Linked DNA regions of Arachis hypogaea: region 1 is linked to region 2. A link is a contact called in public Hi-C data. All regions are on one chromosome and are shown on one strand. Each heading gives the region's core, a stretch centred on a gene start, on an enhancer-like site or on the middle of the called end of the contact. The rest is flanking DNA. Distances are from core to core; before and after follow the strand shown. Region 1 holds the start of LOC112780129. Region 2 holds the start of LOC112778082 (protein FAR1-RELATED SEQUENCE 5-like).

Region 1 (6,590 bases), core at 1,618-4,117, 190 kb before region 2:
GACTTAAAGTCTTAAACTTTTCTCTTTCCTTTGGTTTTTTTTTTTTTTTTGACAGTTTAATCAAACTGTTCTAACCACTTACTGATAACGAGGTAGAGAATACAGTCTGGCCTGGTTGCTTGGTTCACCATTCAGATTTTCAAGAAGAAAAAAATTAACAAGAGAACTGGAAATATACTTTTAATTAAATAACAAGGAAATTTTTATTTTATTTATTTTATCTATTTTAATCTGTTCCAAGTAAAAAATATAAAATACTGAAGCACTAACATGATTAGCTCAAATGAAATGTAATTAATTTTCATTAAATAGTTTTAAATTCAAGCCTTGTCTATGAACAAATTTTATGTTGAAGGACTTAGTTCAATAGTTCCAATTGAAAATGCCATTTTTTTTGTCACGGTTTTGGGCTGGACTACAACCCAACCCAGAGAACAGATCAATGAGAGCACAGTAGTAAAACATCCCAATATAGAAGCATAAATATTTTGTAAGCTATACAATTATAACACAAATATAGAATTGTAAACAAATAAAACAAGTATTATGTAAAAAAATTGTACCTTAAGATCACATCCAGGGATTTTTTCATGCAGCATTTTTTCCAAATGTTTTCCATAACCGGATTTAAACGTGCCATTGTCACACTTCCAAGAAGTAGTTGCAAGCTCCACCAAACACTCAACTAATTTTGCATCTTCGTGTGGCGTCCATTGACGCTTAGTTTGCTTTGAATTAGGTCGAGTATTCTCTTCCATTTTCTATAGACTAATAAGCAGAAAATAACACAAGACAATTTTTCATCATCTTGACGCAAGAAATCACACAAGCAAGAAATCATATATAATATATATTATGAAGAATGTTAGGAGTCAATATAGAAAGTTAGATAGTATTGAAAATACATGGAAAGAAAAATTGAATGAATGCATGCTTATTTGCTTTTTTTGGTTCATTATCATACGTACTTCACTTGCTGTTGCTGCATTGTTGCATAGTCATTTTACTTCCTCAATTCAAATCAAACTTTTTTACTCCCAAAGTTACTCAATCACTTCTAGTAGCTTATTCATTCTGGCCCTATGGGTGTGTGTTGGTGATATATAAATGAGTTTAATTGGAAGTGGACTAGAGCTAGTTGTATAAAGATAAAGTTTCTACTCCTGCCCTTCTTTTATTTGTTCCTGCTTTCTCTTTTTCTCTTCTAAATAGATGAAGAATGAATCACAATATTAGTCAAACAGCATAAAAATTTAACACAAGAGTTTAAAGCAAAGAAAGCTCCTCCACATCCTGCTCTGTTCTATGAACAAGCTATGAGAATACAAAGTAAAGGGACTAGCGTGTTTACTCCACAGTCCTTATGAATCCTTATACCACAAGAATCAAACCCAAAATTTTATAATACAGACTCAAAAACCTTGATAGCAGATTTGATTTCCCAACCCCTGAGTCTCCAATCAGAACAGCTTTGAATAGATAATCACACTCCTCATCAAATGCATCAGCCATATATCTATCTTGTTAATTAGCCTCTCTACCTGCTTTCACTTTCACCCTTCTATCTATCTATCTATCTATCTATCTATGTATATGCCTTTATTGAAAATTCTAAAGGAACAAATCTAGTAACTAGTGAGGAGTTGAAAATAAAACCAAACCAAAAATAAGAATTGTTGGATATGAAAGGAGAAAGCTACAGGGTACAAAGTCATGATCACACTTATGTAATATTATAATTAATTAAGATTACGAAACTGGGAGGGGCCAAGACACAATCCTTTCTTTGGATGGTATTATTATTATTATTATTATTATTATTATTATTATCATTATTATTATTATTATTATTTACTCTCACAGTTACACTTGAATGATTACTAGTCCTTGATAAGAGGTTATATAATTATTATTTGTTTCTAACATGTTAGCTTGTAACTACTACTTTTTCAGTCTTTCTCTGGAGCAATTCATGCTCTTCCACATCCTACTCTATTCTATGAACAAGCTATGAGAATACAAAGCAAAGGGACTAGCGTGTTTACTCCACAGTCTTTATGAATCCTTATGCCACAAGAATCAAACTCAAAATTTCATAATGCAGACCAAAAAATAATAACAATTCTAAGTTACAGCATATGACTGAAAACAGAATCAACAGAGAAAAAAATAAACACAACTCTATTTTATAACCTCAGCATTCAACCTTTGATTCAATCCACCATAGTCTTTGTCTTATATATACATTGATCAAAAGGTTAAAAAAAGCCTTTTCCAATTTCAAAAAAGAATTGCTTTCATTTTTCAAAGGGCTTTGAGTGTTGTAGTAATCATCAAAGAACCTCTTGTTATGCTTCCTTAATGACATTGCATTTCAAAGAACCATATATTTTATTCAGTATCACAAACCAATCAGCAATAAAATTAACAGCAATGAATCAACTATTTGACAAAATATTTTAAACCTAGCACAAACCTTCATGCCAATAAATTATAGCACAAACATAGTTCAGGAAAAATAAATAAATAACAAATAAAAGATCCTTACCTGAAGAAGAAGATTTTGTGCTTGAAAAAGATGAACAAGGTTGCAGAAGACAAATTAAACTCTCTTTGATGGCTATTGCTGAGCCGCGAGGAGGGAGAGAAATGAAGGAGACGACACGAACAGGAAGCACCACTCGAGACGATGAACACGGACAGGAAGCACGAATAGGAACCGTGAGCTGTGATGATGACACGAACGCGAACGATTTTCTTCTAGAATAAGGAGCGCAGTGGTTGTGCAAATCGAAATCGGCGGCGAGGCGGCGCCGACGCCGGTGGACCTCCGTGAATTTGAAGAAAAGCCTCGCTAGGGATTGGTTTTCATGGAGGAGGGTCTCTGCTAGGGTTTCGTTTTGTTTGAAATGAATTGAAAAAAATCTGAAGAGAAGGGTTGGAGTGAAATTAACAAGGGTGTTTTTGGTCTTTTTACTTTATTATTAACATTCCATTCCCATTGGAATTAGAGATACCTAGGGAGGATATGGGAATGAAATGGGTGGGATTTTGATTCCAGGGAATAAAATATACCCAGGAATAATTTTTTAACTCTTGAACCAAACATGGGAATAAGATATTCCCATCTCAACATTCCTGGGAATACACTTGTATTCCCTCCAACCACACACACCCTTTGTGTAAAAAAAAAAAAAAGGAGGGAGAATTGACTAGTATCGGTTCAATTCTAAGGCAAACATAAGGAAAACGTGTTGGCCATCTAGAAATTTTTTTTAGTTTTTTGTTAGTTCAATTTGTGGTCTATATATGACTCGTGTGACATCGAAGTGTAAAGTGCATATTAAGTTTACTCTTTTAATTAATATTTTCAAGTATTTTTTACCATAAAATATTTTTTTTACATGTTTTTTTTTAATCTCACTTTAAGAGCATATGTGTCAAAACCAAACCAGTAATCGAACTGGTTAAACTACTGATTTATTAGTCTATTAGTTCAATCGATAAATTATTTTTGAACTAGTAGAATCGGTCGTGTAAATAAAAAATATAAAATAGTCAAAAATTTAAAATTAAAATTTAAAATACATATTTTCATTAATATTTTATGAAGAATCAAGTCTCAAATTAAACATAAAATTTGCCAGTACTACTATAATAATATCTTAATTTGACTCGATAAGAATAACAATTATATTAGTATATTACCTAATTAATTCACAAAGCTTATCATCTAACTATAATATTAGTAAATTTTAACATTAGCATCAAAATAGATATCTTTAATCACAATACTAAAATTGAAATAGATCAAGCAGATTAATAAATTTAATAAAATTTATATTTATATTAATAATGATATATAATTAAAATATAATTAATTTAAAAAATAAAGAATACAAAATTAAATTAAATTAGATATATATAAAATTATTTAATTGAATGTTTACCATATAATTAAATTTTGTCATGTATAATAATAAGAAGCTAACTGGCAATTGAGAGGTGTTGCAACCATAAGGTTCCTTGTTTCAACCTTGGCTATAACACACCCTAGTCACAAATGGACACTTGAAGCGCCATTGACGGTTGATCATTCTTGAATGGTATAAGGAGTAAACCAAATTGGCTTAGAATTCAATTCACTGGTTTTTTGGTCTTTCGACCAGTTCGATTCGATTTTTATAATTATATTTAAGAGTCTATATTCGATTTTTTTTTTATTTTTTTTTTTTTGTTACTAAACATTTTTGCTTCACTAAATTGAAGTTTTCGCTATTTTTTAATTATAATTATGTACCTTACCGGAAAAAAGCTTGTTTCTTAAGCCAACACGAAGACGACAGTCATTATAGTTTAGTAGCTACCAAAAACAATTCCGATAGCGAAAATTTCACTAAGCTTTCAACTATCTGGGTTTGGAGAAGGCTTAACCCTGTCTTTGGATATTGTCATGATGGTACCTATAAGGATCCTCACATATTACGGAACAAGGAAGAAAATATTTTTCTTGTAATGATCATAAAACTAAGGATGTTTTATCTAAAACTTTGTATAACAATATAAATCATTTGATTAGATTAAGGATGTTTTATTCTTTCTTTTCCACTTATCCCTTATTCATTAATTATAGCACACTTACTAAGAATTTATAGGTTTAAGATCAAATTTGTTTAATCACTAAAAATTATTCTTTAAGTTAATGATTTTCTTAATTTCTGCCTATTTTTTTAAAAGTAAATTTATACCAACAATACTAGATGATTAACAAAATTTATCATGTCTTGTCTCGGTCAACAAAAATATTTTTATACTAAATTCCAACAAAAGTACTACATACACATAAAAAAATTAGTAGTCAAAATAACTATCATGTATTTGTGTAAGAATATACACCTTGTTTAAGTTATTTTTAATGTGTATTTTGTATTTTAATATATATTTTCTATATATATGTAATATGGTTAAAATTCTGATTTCTAAATCTTAATAGTATAAAAATAGAGTGTTGACTCAAAGTATTGACTAATAGTGATAAAAAGTAAAATTTTTCAACTTATAATTGTGGACGGAGAAAGTAGTTAACATTACCATTGAGAATGGCGATGACAAGAACCATGAACGGAGGGAAGTCGAATTCCCATATGCAAGCCAGTAGTAACATGAAACCAAGCTGAAATTAAAAAATGAGAAGAAGCTTGATGATCTCATTCATCGCAAAATATTAGAGTTTAAGCTGAAGACATATACAACAAGACGAATAGGTGATCGAAACAGCATATATCTGCAAAGGAAAAGGAAGCATATATATATAAGTGCTGAATTTTTGTCACATTAAGTTCAGAACAATTCATATATTTCTGTAATGGTTGGATTACTGGTCAATTCATATATCATTGGTAACAGGTTCATGGAAAGGTGAAAAACCTGGCGAGCAACAGCCAAAGAGCCAAGTCCACGTTCTGCAAACTTGTCAATAATTGCATGAATTTTCTGTCTAATGTCTGATTTGTTATGTGCAAGATTCAGAATCTTCGTAATGAACGACAAGAGTTATGATCAAAACAAATGTTCTGCTCTAATAGGCACCATGCTTCTCTACTCAAATACTAGCAAGACAAAAGAATAACTAGAATTTATCATATTTAGTATTTTTTTGTATTTAATATTTTTAACATATATTTTATATAAATAATTGATTTGATAGTTATTTTGTAGAGTAGTATAGTTGAAATTTTAAACTTTATTTTTTAATATTTTAGTCTACAATGATCGTCCTTCCGCTTTGTCATTACTCTGTCCTCCTCTCAAGAAAATGATACTATAACAATTTATATATTTTTTTCTATCAGTTTAAGCTTACATTTTTATAACTGAAATGTTTAGAACTCAATTCTTAAAAAGAATTTCAGTAAAAAGTAAGTATAAGGCAAATAAAAAGAAAAAAAAAATCTTATAAAAAAATCACCCATACTTTAAAGAAGACGTGTTAGAGATATAGAAAAGCATTTCTCTTTTTTTTTTTCACCCTTCATGGATTATTTATTCAAACCTTCTAGTTCTAAAAGCATTGAAACTTCTAAGGCAACATTTCATTTAATTTTCACTATACTCTACTCAACAGATTGCATCTATTATATCTGCCACTGTCACTTACAGATTTCTTGATCCTTTAAAGTTTGTTGTTCGTTACGCATTAAGCGGAAGAGCATGGAATCTGGTGGTCGACCAACATGTGAGTATTCCAACACAAATTCATATAAACTCATTCATATTCCACCAAATCAACTCGTCATACCTGTTTTGTTCCATATGAGTAGTTGATTTGGTGACTGATTTCTTATATACACATATGATGGTTGTTTTTTTAATTATAATTTAGAAGATTCGTTCGTTAGAATGGTTTTTCAAGTGCTAACATGATTTATTATTGATGAACATTTTCAGACTGCATTCACCAACAAAAATAAGTTTGGTAGAGAAGCCCACGAGGCTGCGTGGGCTGCCGAGCAAAGAACCTTACATGGTCTTCAGCCGGCTGAACCGAGATCCTTTGTGAAAAAAAAAAATTAAATAATGATTTAGTCAAA
Region 2 (7,412 bases), core at 2,638-5,137:
TTTGCAGAGAGAGGTTGGTAAAATTATTTAAATAGAGTTAGCTTTGTCACTTGAAGTTATGTTCCTTACTTTTGTCATGCTCTGCTGCTTTTCTCCTTTCAGGATGTTGCAATATGCTAAGGTTTGGTGAACTACAGGTAGAGTTGAGCTTAGCTTGGGTTAGCTGAATTTCTATTTTGTTTATGATCAATTTAAAGATGCAATTGTTCTGTGCCGGAAGCTTTTTCGTGCAGAATCACATTTGAGCAGTGCTTATTATTATTAGTTCTAAATTCTAATTTTGTTGTTTATTCAATTTGTGATGAATTGAATTTGTGGTTTTTTGAGAAGGTGTCCTTTGGAATTGAGCTTCTGTGTGGAATCAATGCTGCCTTACCATACGGCCACTGCATCAGCACTAATGACTTCCATGCTTGCTGTCTCTCGCCGCAGTTATGGTTAGCTCTCGGAAGGTATCTTATCTTACTCTAAAGCAGTTGCTTCTTTAGGTAGCGTTTGGTGGAGAGATAGAGACGGAAAGACTGAGACTGAGAGACAGAGACTAAGAGACAGGGATTGAAATAAATCTCAGTATTCTGTTTGGTGCAAAATCGGAGACAGGAAATGAAATAAGAATGAAACTTTAATTTAATTTGTACAAAGGGTAAAATTGGAATTAATTAATTGAAACGAAAGTATTTTAGATATAAAATGTTATTAAAGTTTCAGTCTCAATCTCTAAAAATTTCAGTCCCCTGTGTCCCTACTTTTTGGAGGTACTGAAATACTGAAATTTTAGAGACAGAGACAGAAATTTTAGTACCAGTATCTGAACTAACAAACACAATACTGAGTCTCAGTCTCTCAGTCTCTGTCTCAGTACCTCAAAACAAACGCTACCTTAGTTATTATGAAGAGGTTCAATTGATTTTATTAAAATGGCTTTGGTTCAGTGGCATTGTTTTTGGGAGATATCTCTTGTCACATTATATTGTAGGTAGCACTCCATGCATTTAATGTGCATATTCTGTTTCAGTAACTGTGTTCTTTTGCAAATGGCCTACAAAACGTTGTTAATTCCCCGTTTTATTAGAATTTTTAGTATTGATGCTCATGCCATATGGTTGGAAGATGTGATATGAGATTTTGAAAGAGTATGAGAAAGACTTTTGAAGATATTTGCAGTTTATATTTGAGGGAAAGAGTATTGTGTAATGTGGTTCTCCTCTTTGGGTCACCTGGTTTGTGCTCATTTTAATTGCCTGACAGTTGGATTTTACTTTTGAATTAGGTAGATAAACATCTGTGTCATTCCTTATGTTCTTTCTTCAATTTAATTTTCCGGTAAGTGAGTGTTTCTTATTAATTCTCTGGTTCAACTTAATAGGTTCTTGTGAAATTTAGTGAAAAAAACTGTGTCTAATGCTTGATTAGGTGTTTCTCGATCTATTAATTCTGTATCTAGGATATTTATAGGGCGATCTAGGAACATAGCGAATCGCAAGCTTGGCCGCAGAGGATCTCATCTCTCAAAACTGAGCACTACTGTTATCAGAGAAACTCCACAAAAATCAAGTTCAAGAGTCCACAATTGTGGAACACTGTACAGGCCAACTCTGCTGAAGGAAGAAGTGGCAGTCATGAATTAAGTTTTTTTTTTTTAATTATTTTTCTTTGTTAGTTCTAGAATTAGACCGCTATATAGATGATGCTTAAGTAGCAAGTTCCTTTATTACTAAATTTCATATGGGGTATTCGACCTCTTTTCTTTTGAAATTTCAAAACATTTCAACCATATAAAATGTATCATTCTTTGTAGGTCAAATATCTCAGTTTTATTCGATGGTTACACTTAAATTATCCAAGTTCATGTGTCATTCATGAAATATAAGGATGTTTTCCTGTTTGAGATATTAGAGGATAATTGACCAACAATGAAACATGAAGTGCCGTGCAATTCACCAATCATCAAGAATACCATCTAATAAATGAGAAGAGTAAGAACACAAATTAGTTGGACAACACAACTCTTTATTGTCGTGAAATATTTATCAAGCAACCAACTTCTTTTGTATCTTGTACATAGTACTCTACCTCTTGGATAACTTCACATCAGTACACTAACTCTTATCACCTATAGAATGAATTTGGTACAAATAAATGCTCCACTCTTAAGTGTGTACTTATCATAGCTCTATTTAGTTGTGCTGACTCTGGCCTCTAGGTTCCGTTTGCAGAGGTGAAAGATTTGTTTTCCACATAATTGGAGGCCTGATTGTGTTGGCAAAACCTTATCTTGAGATTAAAGATTTCATGTGAAAACAAATCTTGCGAGTTTTTGCAAAGCTCGGTGGCATAAAGCAATTTTTGAGGGAATGTTTCACAAAAGAGGACAACTTTGGTGAAAAAGAAAAGCTTATGTGGTGGATTGCATAAGCTTCTCTTCTACAAGCTCAATGCAACGGTACAAAACAAGTTCAAGTGGATTCAAAGTACACAGAGTGTCAACTGCAAGCTGATCATAATCATTCTTATTCTCTGTCATAATCCCACTCACCAAGGTGCGGAAAGGAAGCAGCCATTCATTGTAGGCCTTCACTAAATTGCTCCTAGACAATACTCCAGTGCGGTTTGCCTTTCCTGATACAAATAAGGACCAAAACCTTCACTTTTAAGTTTGATTGAATCTGCCAACGACAAACATATGCAAAAAGCGAAATTTTGTCCCACTAGACAGGATCGACAACATGATCAGACAATGAAGTGATATAAAAAATTGTTTACACTTTTTTAATAAAAAGTTAATCTTATCTCCTGTTATAGAAAAATCCATCATTCAAGCAGTTCGTTGACTATATTTTGTTACTCATTAACTACTATTCTCTGAACATTAGCTGATAAATCATAGACGTTATAGAGAAATTCTTACAAACTACTAGTTTAACATCTCATTGTTAGGCACGCTAACAATATAAACAGTCTTACTTACTTTATTTAAGATATATTCATCTATCTATGGATCCCACCAAGTTTTACGTATGCGAAAATAATATTGTAAACTTGAGTAACCTAGTGTCAACAAGGTAACTACTGCCAAAAATTACCCTTTCAAAGCCCTGACAAAGGAGGAACAATGTAACTGGTAGCCTTGGCCATATTACTTGAGTAACCTAGTGTCTGTTCCAACTAGATTAATAGAAACATAGGATCAAGATGTTAACAAAAATAAAATAAAATAAATTAAACATCAAACTTGTACTGACTGTAGTTCTTTGCATGTCAACTGTGATATGATCATGAGAAAAATAGACTCTTTCTTTTTAATATAAATACCATACCCATGGGATATAAAGTGATCTTCAAAAGCCAAGAAACCCCACAAAATATAACGGCAAATAAAAAGTTAAGAGCTAGCAGGATGCGAAATAGAGATGAATAAGAGTTGACAGGGGTAAGAGATGAATAAGAAATTAACAATATTGAAAAGCTATTAAGCTTTGGAAAAGTATGAGGAAACAATAGATTTACTCTACAATGCATACAATGGGGGTTTAATTGAAATTAAAAATAAATTATGGGTTATTAATTAATTTTATATTATTTCTTATTTGAAATTTGAAAATAATACAATCACTCTTAATTATAGAAACAAATCAAATAATTAGGTTAGTACGAGAATCTCTCTCCCCACGCCATCTCCTTCTTGCTCAAGCGGCTGCCCCTTACCACGCCATCTCCTTCTTGATCAAGCGGCTGCCCCTTACGTATCTTTCCAGCTCTCATAGTAATCCACTGCCCAGCACTGCGTTTCTTTGATCGGCTTCCTCCTTCGTCTACCATAGAACAGTCCACAACCAGCGCCGCTTTCTCCTTCGCACAGAACGCACCCGGTTTTGACTTCTTCAGAATGGCAGAATCGCAAGAAGAACATGTTTCAAGCAAGGGTCCTCCTTTATGCACATCACCTTGCCAAAATTCATTAATGGAGGTCGATATAGTTGAACCGTTAGTTTGTGTAGCCTCTAACGTTTCAGAAAATTTACCAGACGAACCAGAATATTTAGCCGGTGATGTCGCAGGCCACGATCACAAGTCGAACAAGGTGAGCAATTAGGATCCTCATATTCTGCCATGGATGTTTATTCCGAGTGTAATTTTTTAATTTAGTCACAATGTAAATTTATGTTTGTTTTATATTTAATGGTATCATTACATGCATTGAGGATTAGATGAAATTAATTAATTATTTCATGTTTATATGATTATATCCAAGAAGCATATTTTCCTACGTGTTTTTTTATATGAATGTTCGCTGTCTAATAAAAATTAAATGGCATCTTTATTTGCTAATCATCCTATCTGGGACTTATGTGCTTATATGGATGATGGGATATCATAATTTAATTTTTTGGTATGCTTATATGAATTCATTTTTATCTAAGGTGTGCGTATACTATCCCTACATGATGATCATGCAAGTATATAAAATAAATAACCATAGGGTGATGCAGTGGCTAAATTTGTTTATTGAATTGAAGTGAATGCTACTTGTATTTGCAACATGCTAACCATGAAATGCTTATATGAGTGTTGTAATCATGTAATGATATGGTTATATGCTCACTGCATATTTTTTAGTTATATGCTCATATGCTTCCTGCATGTTATTTTAATATTTTTCATGCTTATGGGATTATAAGGTTATGTTTATCCTACATTTGCATAGATTAACCAATTATGAAGTTATTTGAGTGGTTTATAATGAATGGTGTGCTTATGTTCTTCCTGCATTTGAAGAAAAGAGTGTGTGTATGTAAATATACATGAAAATAATTTTGTTTATGGAGTGAAAAAAGTAGCCACTAAAGGGTGATTAAAGCCCGTAAATAATAGCCAAAATGGAGTAAATAATTACTCATGATTTTCATTGAATGAAAAAAAATATTTAATATAAATATTTATTATTTAAATTATTTAAAAAAACTTAATTAAACTGTTTAATCTAATAATAATTTAACAATATAATTTATTCCATACTTTTAAGTTTTAAACATTGATTCTAACATTCTTCTTAGATTGATAACTACAAATAATAACAAAAAATAATAAATTTTAATGGGGAAGGGGGGAAATTAATTAAATAATACATGAAATGAAAAAATAATTCTCTTAGCTGGATTTGTAGCTATTGATGTATTTTCGGTGATTGTTTTAGAGATTTTATTGAAATGAGTTTTGATAAGGATCTTCCTCCTTTTGGTTACTTTGTTTATTTTGGAATTTTAGGCCACGCAGTTGTCGGATGTTACAGATGTTGAAAGTGAAGAGAAGGAGCTTGGTGATGAGGTATTGTAGTCTAGCTTACTTTTGTGTAGTCATAATGTACATGTTTGATTTGATAAATAATGGTAATTAATATTTCTTTCGGATTAATATAAAATACAGTTACCAGATCATGGTAACCTACAAGAAGACGAGATACCAAGAGTTGGAATGCGGTTTTCTCAGTTACAGATGGCACATGACTTTTATGTGACCTATGCAAAGAAAGCTGGATTTGCAACTAAGATAAGGACGACAACATTTGACAAGATCACAAAGGCTCCCATTAATCAAGCTATACACTGTAATCGCGACGGGATCCGTGAGTCTCGTGTTAAAGCACCAACGCGGAAGAATACGATTTCAGCTGCTGGGTGCAAGGCAAGGATATATGTAAAGTTTGATAAAGCCGTGCAAGACTGGGTTTTGTTCAAGGTTGACTTGACGCACTCACACCCCTGTTCACCGAGAAAGGCAGTGCACTACCATGAGTATAGGCAGCTGACCATGCATGCGAAGTGCGTGATCGAGGATAATGATGAGACTGGGATTCGTCCAAATAAGACATTCCTTGCTTTGTCAAATGGGGCTGGTGGCCCCTCTAACTTGGGATTCTCAGAGAAGGATTTAAGAAACTATATAACAGCAAGGCTCCGCAATAGCAACGTGAATGCCGATGTCAGGGAGATGATGAGCTACTTCATGAGAATGAAGGACATCAATCCGAACTTCTTTTACGCGGTGAAGTTGGACGAGGAGTGTAAATTTAAGAGTGCAGTATGGGTTGATGCAAGGTGTAGGGCGTCGTATGAATACTATGGAGACGTCGTGTCAGTTGATAGCACGTACAGTACAAATAGGTACGTAGTAGTTAAGTTGGTGTTTTTTCCTACTCTTTATAAAACGCTATTTGATCGTGATTTGCATTTCTTACATCTGGTTGGTTTTTCTGGTAGGCATGGATTACCGTTTGTGTCGTTCGTTGGGGTCAACCACCATGGTAAGTCGACCCTCCTTGGTTGTGCTTTGTTGGGGAATGAAGAAATCGGAAGTTATGAGTGGGTTTTTAGCCAATGGGTGAAGTGCATGGGAACTGCTCCAAAGAGTATCATAACCGATCAATGTCGATCCCTTTACCGTGCGATCAAAAATACTTTACCTGACACACGCCACCGGTGGTGCATCTGGCATATTATGAATAAGCTACCTTCCAAGCTTGGGGGTTACCGCCGGTACGGAGCTTTGTACGGTGACCTAAACGACATTGTGTAGAACTCTCGGACGGAGGAGTCATTTGAAGATAACTGGACTGATTTTATAGATGAGTACAACTTACATAACAACACATGGCTGTCAGGTTTGTTACTTTACGATTACCTTTCACGGTTTAATTGCAATTGGTCGTCATTTGAATGTTTAGTTTATCAGTAATTCTGGATGATAATTAGTTGGATGTTCATTATAGAAAACATTTGGATGTTTAGTATATCAGTGATTGTGGATGGTCATTTAACATGCGTAGTAATATGTTTGGTGTAAGCTTTCTATACTTAATTTGGGATTATTTATTTCTTGTAGATTTGTATGATGACCGACGCATGTGGGTCCCAATATATTTCAAGGGTGAATTTTGGGCATCAATGCGGAGTACGCAAAGGAGTGAGAGCATGCACGCATTCTACGGTGGATACTTATCCAGTAAAACTAGCTTAGTTCAATTTGTTCATGAATATGACAATGTGCTTGGAGTCAAGGAGCAGAGGGAACTGGAGGATGATGCTGCAGACTCGAGGGGGGTCATCCCTTGTGCAACGACCTCGCCTATGGAGAAACAGTTTCAACTAGAGTATACCACGAGCATTTTTAGGGATGTTCAGATTGAGTTTGTGAAGAAGGCTAACTGCAGAGTTTCTGCAATTGATGAACAGGGTCCATTGGTCTGCGTGAAGGTGGAAGAGGAGAAACTAGTCAACGATACTATTCTATGCGTTCCGTACGATGTTCACTTTGACCGTTCCACACAGGAGCTTCGTTGTGAGTGTAATCTCTTTGAGAGTTCAGGTGTGTTGTGCTGTCACTGCCTTGAAGTGTTCCATTCGTATAAAGTGTAC

Evidence for each region. A called contact is a pair of places that touch in the nucleus more often than the background predicts.
Region 1: a contact with region 2 is called in a Hi-C map of leaf, with 2.1 times the contacts expected there. The contact joins the promoter of LOC112780129 here to the promoter of LOC112778082 in region 2. A contact is called at or near these places in 3 of 8 Hi-C or Micro-C datasets (all in leaf).

Annotation. Positions count from the first base shown.
Region 1 is chr19:21,743,423-21,750,012 of arahy.Tifrunner.gnm2.J5K5, reverse strand. It overlaps LOC112780129, which reads right to left and starts at 2,867. Exons shown (of 5, transcript XM_025824469.3): 1 at 2,549-2,867; 2 at 564-768. The coding sequence starts at 758.
Region 2 is chr19:21,550,972-21,558,383 of arahy.Tifrunner.gnm2.J5K5, reverse strand. It overlaps LOC112778082 (protein FAR1-RELATED SEQUENCE 5-like), which reads left to right and starts at 3,887. Exons shown (of 6, transcript XM_025822446.1): 1 at 3,887-4,081; 2 at 5,266-5,325; 3 at 5,425-6,161; 4 at 6,258-6,406; 5 at 6,880-7,412. The coding sequence starts at 3,887. It overlaps LOC112779201 (a long non-coding RNA gene), which reads left to right. Exons shown (of 6, transcript XR_011877627.1): 3 at 1-13; 4 at 103-137; 5 at 331-452; 6 at 1,456-1,804.